2 separate regions of the Danio rerio genome follow, and region 2 is linked to region 1. A link is a contact called in public Hi-C data. All regions are on one chromosome and are shown on one strand. Each heading gives the region's core, a stretch centred on a gene start, on an enhancer-like site or on the middle of the called end of the contact. The rest is flanking DNA. Distances are from core to core; before and after follow the strand shown.

Region 1 (7,385 bases), core at 1,825-4,324:
AAGAAGTTTGTTGCAACGATCTTAATGAATTCCGTTACCTCAGAGTTTTACGCCTCAGGGACACCCTTAAGTTAAATGACTAAAGGACTTTCATGCAAGCGGCCACAAGTGGCGATTGTAATTGACGTCACTTGCAGAGGAAGCGTGTTATTCAGAGCGTGCAAGTGCAAATCTGCAGCCAGACTCTATTGGACTTTGCAAGTTTGATATAGAAAACAAACTCCATGTTAGGTAAATCTTCAAAGGGAGCAGTGTGTTTTATAACCTCATTCGCATCACCCTGGCTACGTTGTTTCACTTTCTTAATAAAATGAAAACATAAGAAACAGCCTATTTTTATTTTGATATTAGCAACTTAACAGACAGCAGAAATGTTGAGGCGCTGTGTAGCTACATGTTTATATGATGTCATCTTCACTGTATGCATAACAAAACAGAGCCCATGACATTACTGCCTCCTTTTATTGTCATTCACGGTACGAAACATGCCCTCTCTGAAGCTGAATATCAGTGTTTTAATAATCAATAATGGCCATTATAAAAGTATAACGTACAATAAGTTTAAACAATATAGGAAATAAAGGCAAGCAATCAGTCAAATGTGCAGAATCAGTGTACGCGCTTACATAAACAAATATATTAACTTATCTCTGCGCTTGGCTAAAACACATAACCTGAGAACAAGTAATAGATTTAAAAGACCAAAGTCGGGGAATATGTGGTTAGATATAGACAACGAGATAAATTAAATATCACGTTTAACAAATATAGTGAGACTAGATCCAGCGGTAGATCCTTGATGAACAGTCCGACATGCGCTGCTCTCATCTGAGTAGATGACTGCCTGAAGCTCAGACGTACACATACGCTGCATCGCATGCCTGAGTGTGTGTGTGGTCACGTGATGTGCATTTTCAGTGCTGTAGTATGGATGGAGAGCGGTTCAGAAACTAGGTAAACCACTAGTGTGGATGCAGATCATTATCAATCTAAAACACCGTTTTAAAACTAAACGTATTAGTGTAAACGGGACCTGAAGCAGGCTATTAAACTGAATGACATTAACATCGATGGTGTAAAAGAAACCTTATGAAATTGAAAACCGTCACGTTAAGCTTTCACCAAAAGTTTATCATTGGCTGAAAAACACTAGCTGTGCATTTAGCCCATTGTTCCGGTTTCATTTACGACTTTCCAACAATTGACATGAGGATCAGCATATTGCGCATAGTTAAAGCGACAGTGCACCCCAAAAATCTAAATCTTCTGACACTCAAGTTACTCCAAACCTTTAGGGGTTTCTTATACTCCATTTAAAAAGAAAATGTAGATATTTTTAAAAATGTTGGACACTGGTATCCAATGTTCGCCAGTGGCAAAAAGTTTCTAAGGGTGCTTTCACGTCTGTAGTTGGGTTCCTTTGGTCTGGACGCAGGGCAAAAATTGATACACTGTAGCATTTTCTTCTGTTTTTGGGTTATTTGTACACCACACTGATTGCTTTGGTCCGAATCAGTAGAAAAGAACCAAAATTGAGTCATCTGATAAAATCCACATCACTCATTGCCAGATATTATTGAACACATTTCCTAAACTGCTTTTCGATTGGTCAGAATTCACGTGCGGGATAATGCCAATGCCGCAGTTAACAAACTGGTGAACACAACATGTCGCTTTTGACTATATGGAGCTACGACTGCGCTGACTGATTGTATCCCTGCTTATAGTATACTATATAGTTTGAATACATCACTATGGACAGACTATACATTTCGAAAATGAAATGCGGCTGGAAAATGTTTTAATGCATTGCAAACGGCAAAGACGCATCGCACGTCACTTCAGGAGGAGGCGTGAATTAATTTAGCTAAACTGCAACATGGTCATCTTCCGGAAATATTACCAACGATCCATCAGGTAATGGTTTTCCCTCTCTCTCTCTCTCGATAAAGCGCTGTCAACAAATATTTTCCTACACATTCCATGATGCACAGCACATCGGCCTACGGCAGCTGGATTAGTCCAAAAAGGCGCAGTACTTTTTGCGGTTGGGTCAGTTTAAATTCGGATCATAATTCACCACAAACGAGGTCTGTTTGAAAGTGCACCGAGACCACCTCTTTCAGGAGATCTTGGTATGCTTTTGGTGCTTACTACAGTACGATTGCTACACTGACACCTGCCCAAACGAGCCACACCGAGAGGGAAAATGAACTCTAGTGCCATTTAATCGAACTACATGAGGCAGGTGTGAAAACACTCGAACACTCTTTAAAACAAGCTCAAAACTTTGGAATAAATTTGAAGGTGAACAAATTATGAAAGGAATACTTTTCACATTTTGCAGCAGTTAGTTAATCAGCAGGACGATAATTTTACATGTCTAACGTTACATGGCTTGGCAATACCTTAAGATATGATCGCTAAACATCTAGGAATGAAATGTCCCACGATATGACCTATTGCGCATGCGTCGAACAAGTATACTTTGAAATGCATCACATCAGACTATGATAGTTAAAAAAAAAAGTTTACATAAAGCTTTGTCTTTACTAACTGTGTGGAGCGAAAATGTTTTTAATTTTTACTTACTAGGACATGTCCAGCAGCTGGTCCAGGTCCACACCTCTGTAGGTGAATTTCCTGAAGGTACGCTTCTTCTTCTGCTCAGTGTCCGCCTGCGGGAAACACAACCACTGTTAGCCGCTGCTGGGAGACATTACCGCGACTCTCTCCGTGACTTCAATAACAAATAAACGACTAAATACGTTAAAACGCGGTGCTTCATAACGCCACTCAAAAATAACGTATTAAAAATTCCCGTGGATCCATCATGCCGGACTGAGAAATGCAGCGCAAGACTGAAGCTGCTAATCAGACGAACATCTACCTAATCTTTCATCCCAAACACTTAAATAGTGGCCTGGTAACATTCACTAAATCTTAAACACATCTCACTCGTGTTTAATGTTCTGATTCGCATTGTATATACGACAGATTGCTTTGGATTAATGTGATGTAGCTATTCAGAAATAAAGACATGAACCTACCATCTTCAGAGACTACCGGAAAAGGAAGAAAGCAGGAGAGGCGCTGTAATATCGCGAGAGTTCCGTCATTCTTCATGACGACTTTGGAAAGCCGCCATCTTGCGGAGAGGAGGAGGAAGTAAGTTTTTCACGTAAAAACAGAATATAAACAATGTATATAATTGAGCCTGACAATATGCCCAGAAAAGACGTAATAAGTGGATCAAATGTGACCACATGTAGCCTATTTGCTACAGCAATTTTGTCTAAAGTAGACCTAAATGCTGCCCTTTTGAATAATAAAACAAATACCACAGATGATGTTGCAGATGTGTTGCAGCACAAGAATTTTCTTTAAAACGCAATAAAATATATTTTATTTAAAAATGTTTGCATTAAATGAATCGGTCAATAATAGTAGCTTCAGTAAAGTTCCTAGTCTTTGGCTTTGGTGAGTTCAAGGCTTTAAAAATTTCACTGAGCCCAGACGTTTGACCAGCACGCACGCACGCACACATAGATATGTATGTATGTATGTATATATATATATATATATATATATATATATATATATATATATATATATATATATAGATATAGATATAGATAGATAGATAGATAGATAGATAGATAGATAGATAGATAGATAGATAGATAGATAGATAGATAGATAAATATTATAATACATTTGCGAAAATAAATTGATACATCAGGTGGAAATATTAAATATAATTTTAATAAACAGATAAAAGAGAAACATAAATAGTAAAACATTGTTTTGTTTTGTTTTTTGCAATGACCTATTTGAATTTAAATGTAGGCCTATTATCTTTCTATTTCTAAAGTTGTTCGGTGACCAAACATTATAAATGTTGTAATTGTTTAATAAATCTGTTTAGTTCAAATGCACAAAATTCCCCATATACCCATTACCCAACAATGGACAAAAATGCTCATTTTCAAAAGGGGTTGGACTCGTTTATGCATTTATGTATATACAGCCCATTTTGAAAATGCATATTTTTGCCCATTTCTCACTGATTATGTGTAATATATATAGGTGCATTTAAACAAAACGGATTTATTAAACAAGATATAATTTATAAAATAATATTTTCGTCACAGAACATCTTTAGAAATGGAAAGAAAATACACTTAAATTCATGAAAATAATTTGCCCAAAAAAATGATGAGAGAGAGATTATTTCTGGTTTATAAGCTACCAAAAATATATTTATTAAATTCTAAATTATAATTTGTCTTTATGTGATATATATATATATATATATATATATATATATATATATATATATATATATATATATATATATATATATATATATATTTATTTATTTATTTATTTATTTACCCCATATTGAAGCAACATAGAGCATTTGCACTTTTAAGACTTTACCACCACTTGGTGAAGACAAAAATCCTTGAGAAATCTCTTATTTTAAAACCTAAAAAAAAAAATAGACATTGACAACAATTAAAATAAAAATGTTATAGACATAAGTACCCTGCCCCTAATGTTCAACTGTTACAAGCATTATTAAACATGGACACTGCCTACCTTTTCCCACTCACAACTAAACAATTCTTAGATTTTATATATTCCGGCTCTTAAAAAAGTCAATAGATTCATTTGTGTAAATGTGAAAGCAATGAACTTTATGCACAGCAAACGTTTTTAAGCCAACAACAAACTTCCGGCGAAAGCTGGTCTATTTTCAGTTTCATAAGGTTCCCTTTACTACATCGATGTTGTGATGTAATAAAAATTAAATAGACTAAAGCATTCATTTGGTGGTTAAAGCGTAAAAAGAGAAGAAAGACGAGCACAAAAACTCTGGGGTAAAATAGATGTCCATATTTTAAAGGCATGGTGTGGTAAAATATAGTTTAATGCAGTGCTTCTTGTTTGGTCTGAGGCCCACTTCATATCGTATCTCAGCCAGGCAGTGATGATTGCTGTCGTTTAAAGAAATCGCATCTTAAACGCAGCGATTTTGAATGGGATGACGATAACAGGAAGCCCTGGGGCTGGCTGGCTGAAGTTAAAAGTGTGTCCATGTCTGCAGGCCAAGCGTGTTATTGCATTAAAATGGAAAGAGACTCAAAGGCCCTCTTCTAATCAATGGATCAAGGAAATGTCCTGTAATCTTGCTCTGGAAAAACTAACGTACATTATCAAACGGAAGTTAAAAGACTTTTATTGCATCTGGAACCCCTTTCTACACTTTTGCAACCAAGTGGACCTGACAGCAGAATAGAAGTTAATTGTCCAAAAGGTTTGTGGTGATTTTTCTTTAAGCTATCGTCATGTTATTTTGGGGCTATATATTAAAGGAAAAGAATTCCTTAATGCAACTTTTTGCATAAACCTCATTTTATTTATTGGAAAGTTTTTTATACACAAATGCAAATATACTCATGGTAAGCCTAATTTTCTATTTTTTAAACGAGAACTAGCTCTTTATTTAAAAAAACATCATAGACTCTCACAATAAGAAAGCTATTAAAACTTCTAAAATATGTGCTTTATTTAATATTCTGCAATAATTTATCTTTATGTGCCCTTAATTATTTATTTTTCTTCTTCTTTTCTCTCTCTTGTTCCCTTTAATTTCTTTTACATTTATTAATTTGTTCTAAATTTGTTACAATCCACTTTTTTCAAAAAGTAATATTTCTATTGATTGTACTATACTTCTTTCAGTTTTGTATCGGTATTTGTTGTAATGTATTGTTATTATTGCAATAAAAAAAATAAAAAAAGAATAGAAGTTAAATAAAACATCAAGGTCAAACAGTGAACTACTTTTGATGTTGTGTGCAAAGAAATATACTCTATATTGACTCTTTTTATTTTTATTTATTTAGAATTTTTTTATTTTTATGTATTCATTTATTTTTATTTTTTATATTTATTTATTTTTCTTACTGTTGTTATTTATTTATTTATTTATTTATTTATTGAAGTTTAGTATGTTATCCTGGAGTTGTTTTGTTGTAATGTGATGTTCAGATGTTTAAATGTTTTGTTTTAATGTTGTGAAAAACCCAATAAAAATTTTTTTTTTTAAAAGTGTGTGCATATACCCCATTGTACCGTGAACTCAATAAACTGTCACAACATAGCTTCTTTAAATCATTTATTTCAAATAAACTCTCATTTTTGTGTGTGTTTTTTTAAACTTTCTTTTTTTGCATAAGTGCAAAGTGCACCAACAGCCACCTGAGGAAATTCTACATCCTTAAATAAAAAAACGAGAAAAGCGCACATATATTAGTACAAAATTCTTTAAAAAATTGCACAGTTTAGGTGTATAATACACATTTGTACTCTATTTCAAACTTAAATAAAACGGTAAAAGGCTCGTAGAGTAAACAAAATCCACAAAATTCCAAATAAAAACATTTCCCCGCTAATATAATAATTAAAGCTGAATAATTGGGAGACCCTGTCGCTGACGTCTGGTGCGTCTGTTCTGTGCTGATGTTTGACCAGACAATCCAAATCTATTGCTAAATACTTCAGTAGTTCAGTTCTACTACAAAATATAGAAGAGTACGGTGGTCTCCTATTGTCGGAGTAGAGCCCCTGTTTACAATTTACACACAATAAAACCCCTTTTTTTATTTGCTCTTTGCGATCTTCAGAAAGACAATCCCAATATCCAGTTCAGCTTGTGCTGGAAACGTCTGTATCCCTGACGATGTTTATTGCATTGGGGAGGGAGGGAGGGTTGGTGTGGGACAGCAGCTCAGCGCCGGTAGGGGTGGAAGCCCTGTACATTGTGGTTCTGTCCCCGTCCGAAGCTGCTGGCGGCCGCTGGAGCTCCTGACGAGGGCGCGGAGGGGGCTGCGGCGTATGAGGCAGTAGGCTGGCTGGGGTCTGCAAAGCTATGACCAAAAGCACTCAGGTCCTGCCCATAACCTGTCTCAACAGACATCAAAACAAGGGATGGGATATTAAACACCAGTAAACCAGTGCAGACGTGTGACTAGGCTTTCTGCGCATCTCGTAACCCCCCTCAGCAGTTTGTGCTACACTTAAAACATTATATTTGCTGCTCGTTCAAACTTCACTGTAAAACATAACTAAAAATACAGTTGTAGTCAGAATTATTAGCCCCCCTTTCAAATTATTTTTCTTTTTTAAATATTTCCCAAATGATGTTGAACAGAGCAAAGACATTTTCACAGTATGTCTGATAATATTTTTTCTTTTGGCTAGAATAAAAGCACTTTTTAATTTTTTTCAAAAAACATTTAAGGTAACAATTATTAGCCCCTTTAAGCTATATTTGTTTTCGATAGTCTACAGAACAAACTATCGTTATACATGAA
Region 2 (7,385 bases), core at 3,269-5,768, 150 kb before region 1:
CTGTGTTTTTTCAAAGGTAAATGAAGGTGTGGGTTATACAGTGTGTTGTATTTATTTATCTATTTAAAAAAAGAAAGAAAAAAGATCTGAAAGAGATCACGCCTAAGCAATGGTAATAAAAATGAACGCTAAAGTATCTCAAAAGTAATGTAACCTATTGCTTACCATAAAAGTAACACAACTAGTTAACTCAATATTGTAATGCATTACTTTCTAAAGTAACGTCCCCCAACACTGATAACAGTAATAATAATAATAATAATAATAATAATAATATATGGTGGTGTTTACCCTCCTAACTAAAACATTCAAAATCCAACAAATTTCTCAAGAGTCTTAATTTAGTCAAAAAATGATCAGCACATGTATAGGAAACGATATGATGTGGCTAGTGAATATAACTTTAGCATTTAATAAGCAGCTTTGCATTTGGGAACAAAGGTTTGGCAGGCAGTAAATAGCAGGCTGTCCATTCTGACACTGCATTTACTGTGATTGAGGAGGAGGCATTGTAAAAACAGAGCATGCCTTCTGAGTCCCCGCAGACGCTCTCCACAGATGCTGGGCCAGTTTCCACCGACATGAGGCTGCAGGCCGGAGATCTCGGTCTCTGCTGCAGGACGCACCCACTGACCTGGACTTCACTCTCACATGCTTTCATCTCTCTGTGAGAACATAGAGCCATACACATATATATGAGCAGAAATACACCACATACTGTACACTCACACAAGTGCACCTGTTTATCTACTCACTAACACAAATATACAGTTGAAACCAGGAGTTTGCATACACTCTAAAAAAAAGGAACACAACCATTTTTAAAATGTCTGATGATAAATTACACTAAACGTTTACTATTTTAGGTCCGTTAGGATTACCTAAATGATTTACATTTGCTAAATGCCAGAATAATGAGAGAAAAATGTTTTGAAATTTTTTTATTAATTTCTAAACAGTCAAAAGTTTACACACATTTCCTTGGTATTTTTTTTTTTTAGCTTTGCCTTTAAACTGTATAACTTTGTTCGAATGTTTTGTGTATCCTTCCATAAGCTTCTCACAATAATCTGAAGGAATTTTGGCCCATTCCTCCAGACAGAATTGGTGTAACTGAGTCAAATTTGTACGCTGTCTTGCTCGCTGTCAGGAAATATGGAGACCCAAGCGCAAGGGAGAAGTTCAAAGGATTTATTGAACAGAAATAAATCAACAATCTTTTGCTCCTCTGGGCAGTAGGAAAACAATCACTCCAAAAACACAGGCAGTCAGTAATCGACCCTCCTCTGGGCGTAGCAGGACTGATCAAACTCAAATAGACCCTCTTGGGTTAGTAGAAAAGTGGGGACAGACCTCAGGGAGCCGAGAAGATGAGACCTCACACGATCGTGGACTGTGGGCAGAGCAGAGGTGAGTCAGAGCACAGATAAACGGATGATGAGTGGTAAAGATCAACAACATTGAACTAGTCGAGACAAGACGGATTTAAATGCGTAGATTTCTTAAGAACAGCGAGAACCAGTAGCACACATAACTCTATGAACACAGAATCAATTCACTAGCACAGAACGAGGGAGAAGGGGAGACTAAATAGTTACAATAATCAGGGAGAACAGGTGAGAGGAATGGGGACGGGAAAACAAGCAAATTGATAACAGGTGAAACAGCATACAAATGATAATACACAAGAGGGAGACAAAGTAGTCACAAAAAAACCCCGACACTCGCACAAGCTTTTTCAACTCTGCCCATGAATTTTCCATAGGATTGAGATCAGGGCTTTGTGATGGCCACTCCAAAACATTCGCTCTGTTGTCCTTAAAGCACATTTGAACTAATTTGGCAGTATGCTTAGGGTCATGATCTGTTTGGAAGACCCATTTGTGGCCAAGTTGTAATTTTCTGGCTGATGTCTTGAGATGTTGCTTCAGTATTTCTACATAATGTTCTTTCTTCATGATGCCATGGAACATGTTTCGAGCATCTCGTTGAATCTATGCTACGACATATAGAAGTGGTGGTCAGTGACTGATGAAGTTGTTTGAGACAGGTTTTACCGTGGTATTTGTAGGGAGTCCATCTTTCTGTTGAGGTCAGAGATGATCTGCAGTAAAGTGTTGACCTCCGTCTCACACTGTGCCAGTTCAGAGTCCACTGACACCAAACTGTCCGATCTCTGCTGGCAAAACCTTCAGGTTAGATTAGACTACACAAGAATGGTCATGCGATACAGGTGGATTGAATTAACTAAATTGTCCGTAGTGTATGTGTGAATGAGTGTGTATGGATGTTTCCCAGTGCTGGGTCGCAGCTGGAAAGGCATCCAATGAGTAAAACATATGCTGGATAAGTTGATGTTATTCTGCTGTGGCAACCTCTGATTAATAAGTGAAGTTTATGTATAAACAAATTTCGAGAGGATCACGTGCTTATGATTGCTAGCAGCTGACCCGCATTATCTAATTCATTACGATCCAATCAGATGACTCCTAAACTACTATAAATACCCTGGGGTTTATTCCATTGCTATCTTCGTTTTGAAGAGTCCCCCCTTCCTCCCCTACTCCTCCTTCTTAGACGGGTGACACGGTGGCCCAGTGCCTAGCACTGTCGCCTCACAGCAAGAATGTCTCTGGTTCCTGGCTTTACCAAAACTAGCAGACATTTCTGTGTGGAGTTTGCACTTCTCCCCGTGCTCACGTGGGTTTCCCCCGGGTTCCCCGGTTTCCTCCCACCGCCTAAAAACATGCAATTAAGTCAATTGAACAATCCAAATTGTCAACATAGACACACTTCTAGTTAGTAATTAATTTCAAGAGCATTCACTTGCTACAGCAGGGGAGTTCTCGAGATCTACCTGAGCTCAAACTCCCCTCCCGCCTTGCAACGGGAGGAAGCCCTGGGCTCGAGGATCTCATGAGCTCAGGGCTCTCTCCCGGGACAGCATGCCAAACAAGCTTTTATAATTAATCATCAGCTAAGTGTGAACTCTTGAAAGAGACTAAGTTGAAGGAAAATGGAAAAATTAATAAATTTCTCCTGGAGGGTTTGGTGTGCAGGTACTTTTAAGGAAAATTGAATGTATGCAGTTACCTGAATTTAATATGCTTTCTATATATATATATATATATATGCATGCAAGTATGCAATGACTATTCAGCATTTACAAGTTTAGTTCATTTTGACTGACATGACATAAGCAAATGATAAAGTTATAAATAGCAGGGAGTTCTATGAAAGCAATTGATGCATGTCCAAAAGCATCTGCAATTTGTTGGAAGGAATGAGAAACTGCTACTAGGATGTGCACAAATGACTAATCGTTGTGAGAAATGTATTAACTGTTGTGCAAATGTAAATAGTGTAGTGAGAAGTGCACCAAAGCAACTGAGAAAAACTGTAATAAAGGGACTAAGCCGAAGGAAAATGAATGTAAAAGCATATTTATAAAATCAATCTGATGCACTAATGTAGGAGATTTGATTTGTAACTCATCTAATTTTTCACTGCACATCAAAACAAACTGCCATACAGAACAATATGGATGTTGTTTTCTACATCAGCCTTTTGTTTCGAGCGGAGGAAAAGGAGGAAACAGACACATCCTGTAACTGCACTTCCTGCCTCTGTTGCTGTATGCAGCTCGGTGTAAGAAATCAAACTGCTGCTGTTGTACGCCGCTGTAAATATCATATGCTTGTCAGTGACGTCCCTTTTGTTGCAGAACTATCTGTCAACAATTGTTGGGGTTTCACAAATGACATTTCGCAATTAAAACCGTCTTGCTTTCTGTTAAAATTTGTACACGACCACTGAAAAAATGCTATTTTTATCAGAAATATGAAGTCGCACTCAATTTGTGTGGTTGAAATATCAAACCCAGAACATTCTGGATTGTAAAAATGCTGGGATCCACACAAGTCCTTCATGTTGACCCAACACAAACTGATTATAAGTTGAATGAATTGTTTTTACTAATTAAAGTGGATTAAACAAAAAACTATTAAGATGTCACAAACAAAACTTCAAGAATCGTGTTGATTCAGTTCATAAATGAAAGTAGCTTGAGCTAGCAGGAATGGTAACACTTTATTTTGATGGTCCATTTGAGTATTAGTAGACTGTCTGCTTAATATCTGTTGATACTGCTGCTCCAACAGACATTTAACTGCTTTAAAAGTATACTTACAATAACCCTAACCCCAACAGTCTACTTATAATCGAATGAGAATTAGTTGGCATGTAGCTGCAATGTAACTTAAATTCAACAAGCTGACCATCAAAGTAAAGTGTGACCGCAGGAAATGAGTGTACTTCACGATTTACAGAGCTACAATAAGGATCAGCATGTACGCAGCATCAGTCACTCACCTCAGTCATTTGTCTGCTTTGGTTTCAGGTGCTGTCCTCAGATAATGTCCTCCTCAGCAGCGGATAAATAATTATTAAAGCGCTTTAAACTGTGTTCAGTGTGACCCGGTGACAGGCAGCAGAGAGTTTGTGTGTCTCTGGCTTTCTGAGCTTCAGCACATCAACATTCAACCTGCTCTCTGCTAAACTCGTCGCCTCCACCCACTGGGTTTTACCTCTTTCCTGTTTGGTTTGTTTTTAGATTATTTGACGCATTTATTTGGTAACACTTTACAATAACAGTGCATGAATAATGATGCATCTTTACTAATAATATAAGCTGATGAAGGCATGCACTGATCATGAACTAAATTTAACCACACACGTTCCTGTGTGAATAATGTCTACCTTGATTATTAACTTGAAGTAATGACCTGTTCATGTACAGTTAAAGTTATTAGCCCTCCTGTATATTTTTCCCCCATTTTCTGTTTAGCGTAGAGAAGGTTTTTCTAAACATAATAGTTTTGTTAGGTAGTTTCTAATAACTGATTTGTTTTATCTTTGTCATGGTGAGCGGTAAATAATAATTTACTAGACATTGTTCAAGATATTAGTATTCATCTTTAAAGACTTAACTAGATCAAATAGGCAAGATATTAGGCAAGTCATTGTATAACAATGATTTGTTCTGTAGACAATCGAAAAATATTGCTTATGGGGCTAATAATATTCACCGTAAAATGTTTTTAGAAATACTTAAAACTGCTTTAATTCTAGCCAAAATAAAGCTATATTTTTTTCGATAGTCTACAGAACAAACCACTGTTATACAATAACTTGCCTAATTACCCTAATTAATCTATTTAAGCATTTAAATGTCACATTAAGCTGTATAGAAGTGTCCTGAAAAATATCTAGTCAAATATTATTTACTGTCATCATGGCAAACATAAAAAATTCAGTTATTAGAAATGAGTTATTAAAATGTTGATAAACATGTTGAAAAAAAAAATCTGCTCTCCGTTAAGCAGAAATAGGGGGGAAAATAAACAGGGGGCTAATAATTCTGACTTTAACATATTATTCCAAAATACTATGGAAACAGGTAAAGAAAGCCGAAATCTATTATTAAATAAGTGAATATGTTCGTTTGACATAGAACTGAGAAGAGTTTGGTCAACTAAAAGGTGTGTGGTGTAAAAAATAAACGAATCTAAAGAACCTTTAGGGCCAGATTTGACTAGAGGTATAACACAATCAGGGATTGTACCAAAAACAATGGCATATTATTTGGGGGGAACTAAAAAGAAAACTAATGCATAAAGTTTTCATATGAGAAAGGGACACCACAGTTATCTAAGACATACGTGCCAACACTCCCGTTTTTCTCGGGAGTCTCCCGTATTGTTCTGTCTTCCGGAAAACTCCGGAATTCCCGAGACCAAAATATTAAAGCCTATTTAGTGGTATTGTTTTTTTTTTTTTTACCACAGATAGTTGACGATTTTTTTCACGCATCACCCTATTGGCTGGTTGACGATTTGTTTCAGTGTGACGTGGTGAAACAATTCATCATCAAAAGTGTATTAAATAAATTAATTATCAACCATACAACATCCATGTTCAAAACAAACACTTATAATAGCATCTATAATGCATGAGAGTTTTATTTGTATTTTTATCACGGATTGTTGACGAATTGTTTCACGCATCACCCCATTGGCTGGTCGACGATTTGTTTCAGTGACGCGGTGAAACAATTCATCATTAAATGTTTATAGACGCACTTATAATAACCATGTAATTTATTGCAGTCATTAAAATGTGATCTGAAGGGTGATTGTGAAGGGCGTTATTCATGAAAGTGAATATTTTTCATGTAGCCTGTAAAATACTACATTTATTTGATCTAAAATATAATGAAGCAGTATTGTGATTTGCGATTAACGCAATACTTTTGTACGTATTCGTTTTAAATAGTCTATTATATATTAATTTATGCTGAAAAGCATTTAAGCCACTGTTATGAAAGAGCTGGGGAAACTTATTACGCCACTAGATGGAGACAAGAGACTGCTGTTTGAGTTTTACTAATAACATTTAATACAGATAAACATCAAAACTGCATTTGTTGGACCAAAAATACACTAAAACATTATTGTAATATGTATATTGTAAAATGTTATAACAAATTAACTAACTTATTTATTTGAAAAAAGAACTAGAAATCTATTTCTCATTTTAAAAAGTCATGAATTCACTTTGATGGAGTTTTTTCTGAGTTAATAATGCACACAACACAGAAAGATGTACACAGCAATGATAGCTGTATTAAATTAAAAAAAGTATGAGTGTAAAATGCAACAATTTACTAATTTATTTTATTACATACAACCTAAAGCAATTATTTATTAACTTTCATATTAAAAACTCAATTCACTGTGATGGTCTTTTAATGTTTTAAATAATAATGACATATACACAACACACAGAAAGGTATACAGTAAGGATGTGTTTATTGAATAAAAAAACAGTAGAAAGCAGTGATATTGTGAAACGTTCTTACAACTTAACTGCTGTTTTCATATATTTTTGGACCCGAATCTTATTATTCAGCATCATGACTTGCATCCGGAAATCATTCAAAAATGCTTGTATGGTGCTGGAAAAAACATAATAAATGCTGAAATCATTTAAGCTAGCTATTTTTGTAAAAACATTTCTCCTAGAAGTCTTTGATGAATAAAGAAATTAAAAGATACCCATCCTGTCACCTTCATTTGAGAAAAAAAAAAAAAAACTACAATTGTACTGGTTTTGAACATTTTTCAAACTATCTTCTTTTGTGTTTAAATGAGAATATCACAGTATCAGAACCACTTATATGGACAGTTCACCCAAAAATTAATATTCTGTCATTTTTATTCGAAAAACAAATTGAAAAAAGGTCTGAAACCGGTGACCATTGACTACCATAGTATTTTCTTCCCTATTACAAATATACTGGTTTTAAACATTTTTCAAAATATCTT

The links. A called contact is a pair of places that touch in the nucleus more often than the background predicts.
Region 2: a contact with region 1 is called in a Hi-C map of hematopoietic stem cells, with 4 times the contacts expected there. The contact joins the promoter of ushbp1 here to the promoter of rps15 in region 1. A contact is called at or near these places in 2 of 18 Hi-C or Micro-C datasets (caudal fin and hematopoietic stem cells).

What each region holds. Positions count from the first base shown.
Region 1 is chr11:6,049,518-6,056,902 of GRCz12tu, reverse strand. It overlaps rps15 (ribosomal protein S15), which reads right to left and starts at 3,074. Exons shown (of 4, transcript NM_001001819.2): 1 at 3,051-3,074; 2 at 2,593-2,678. The coding sequence starts at 3,053. dazap1 (DAZ associated protein 1) reads right to left here. Exons shown (of 12, transcript NM_001173504.1): 12 at 6,175-6,972. The coding sequence ends at 6,800.
Region 2 is chr11:6,201,087-6,208,471 of GRCz12tu, reverse strand. ushbp1 (Usher syndrome 1C binding protein 1) reads right to left here and starts at 4,518. Exons shown (of 15, transcript XM_073916276.1): 1 at 4,372-4,518; 2 at 2,058-2,176; 3 at 529-665. All of the region lies in intron 1 of LOC141376513, which reads right to left.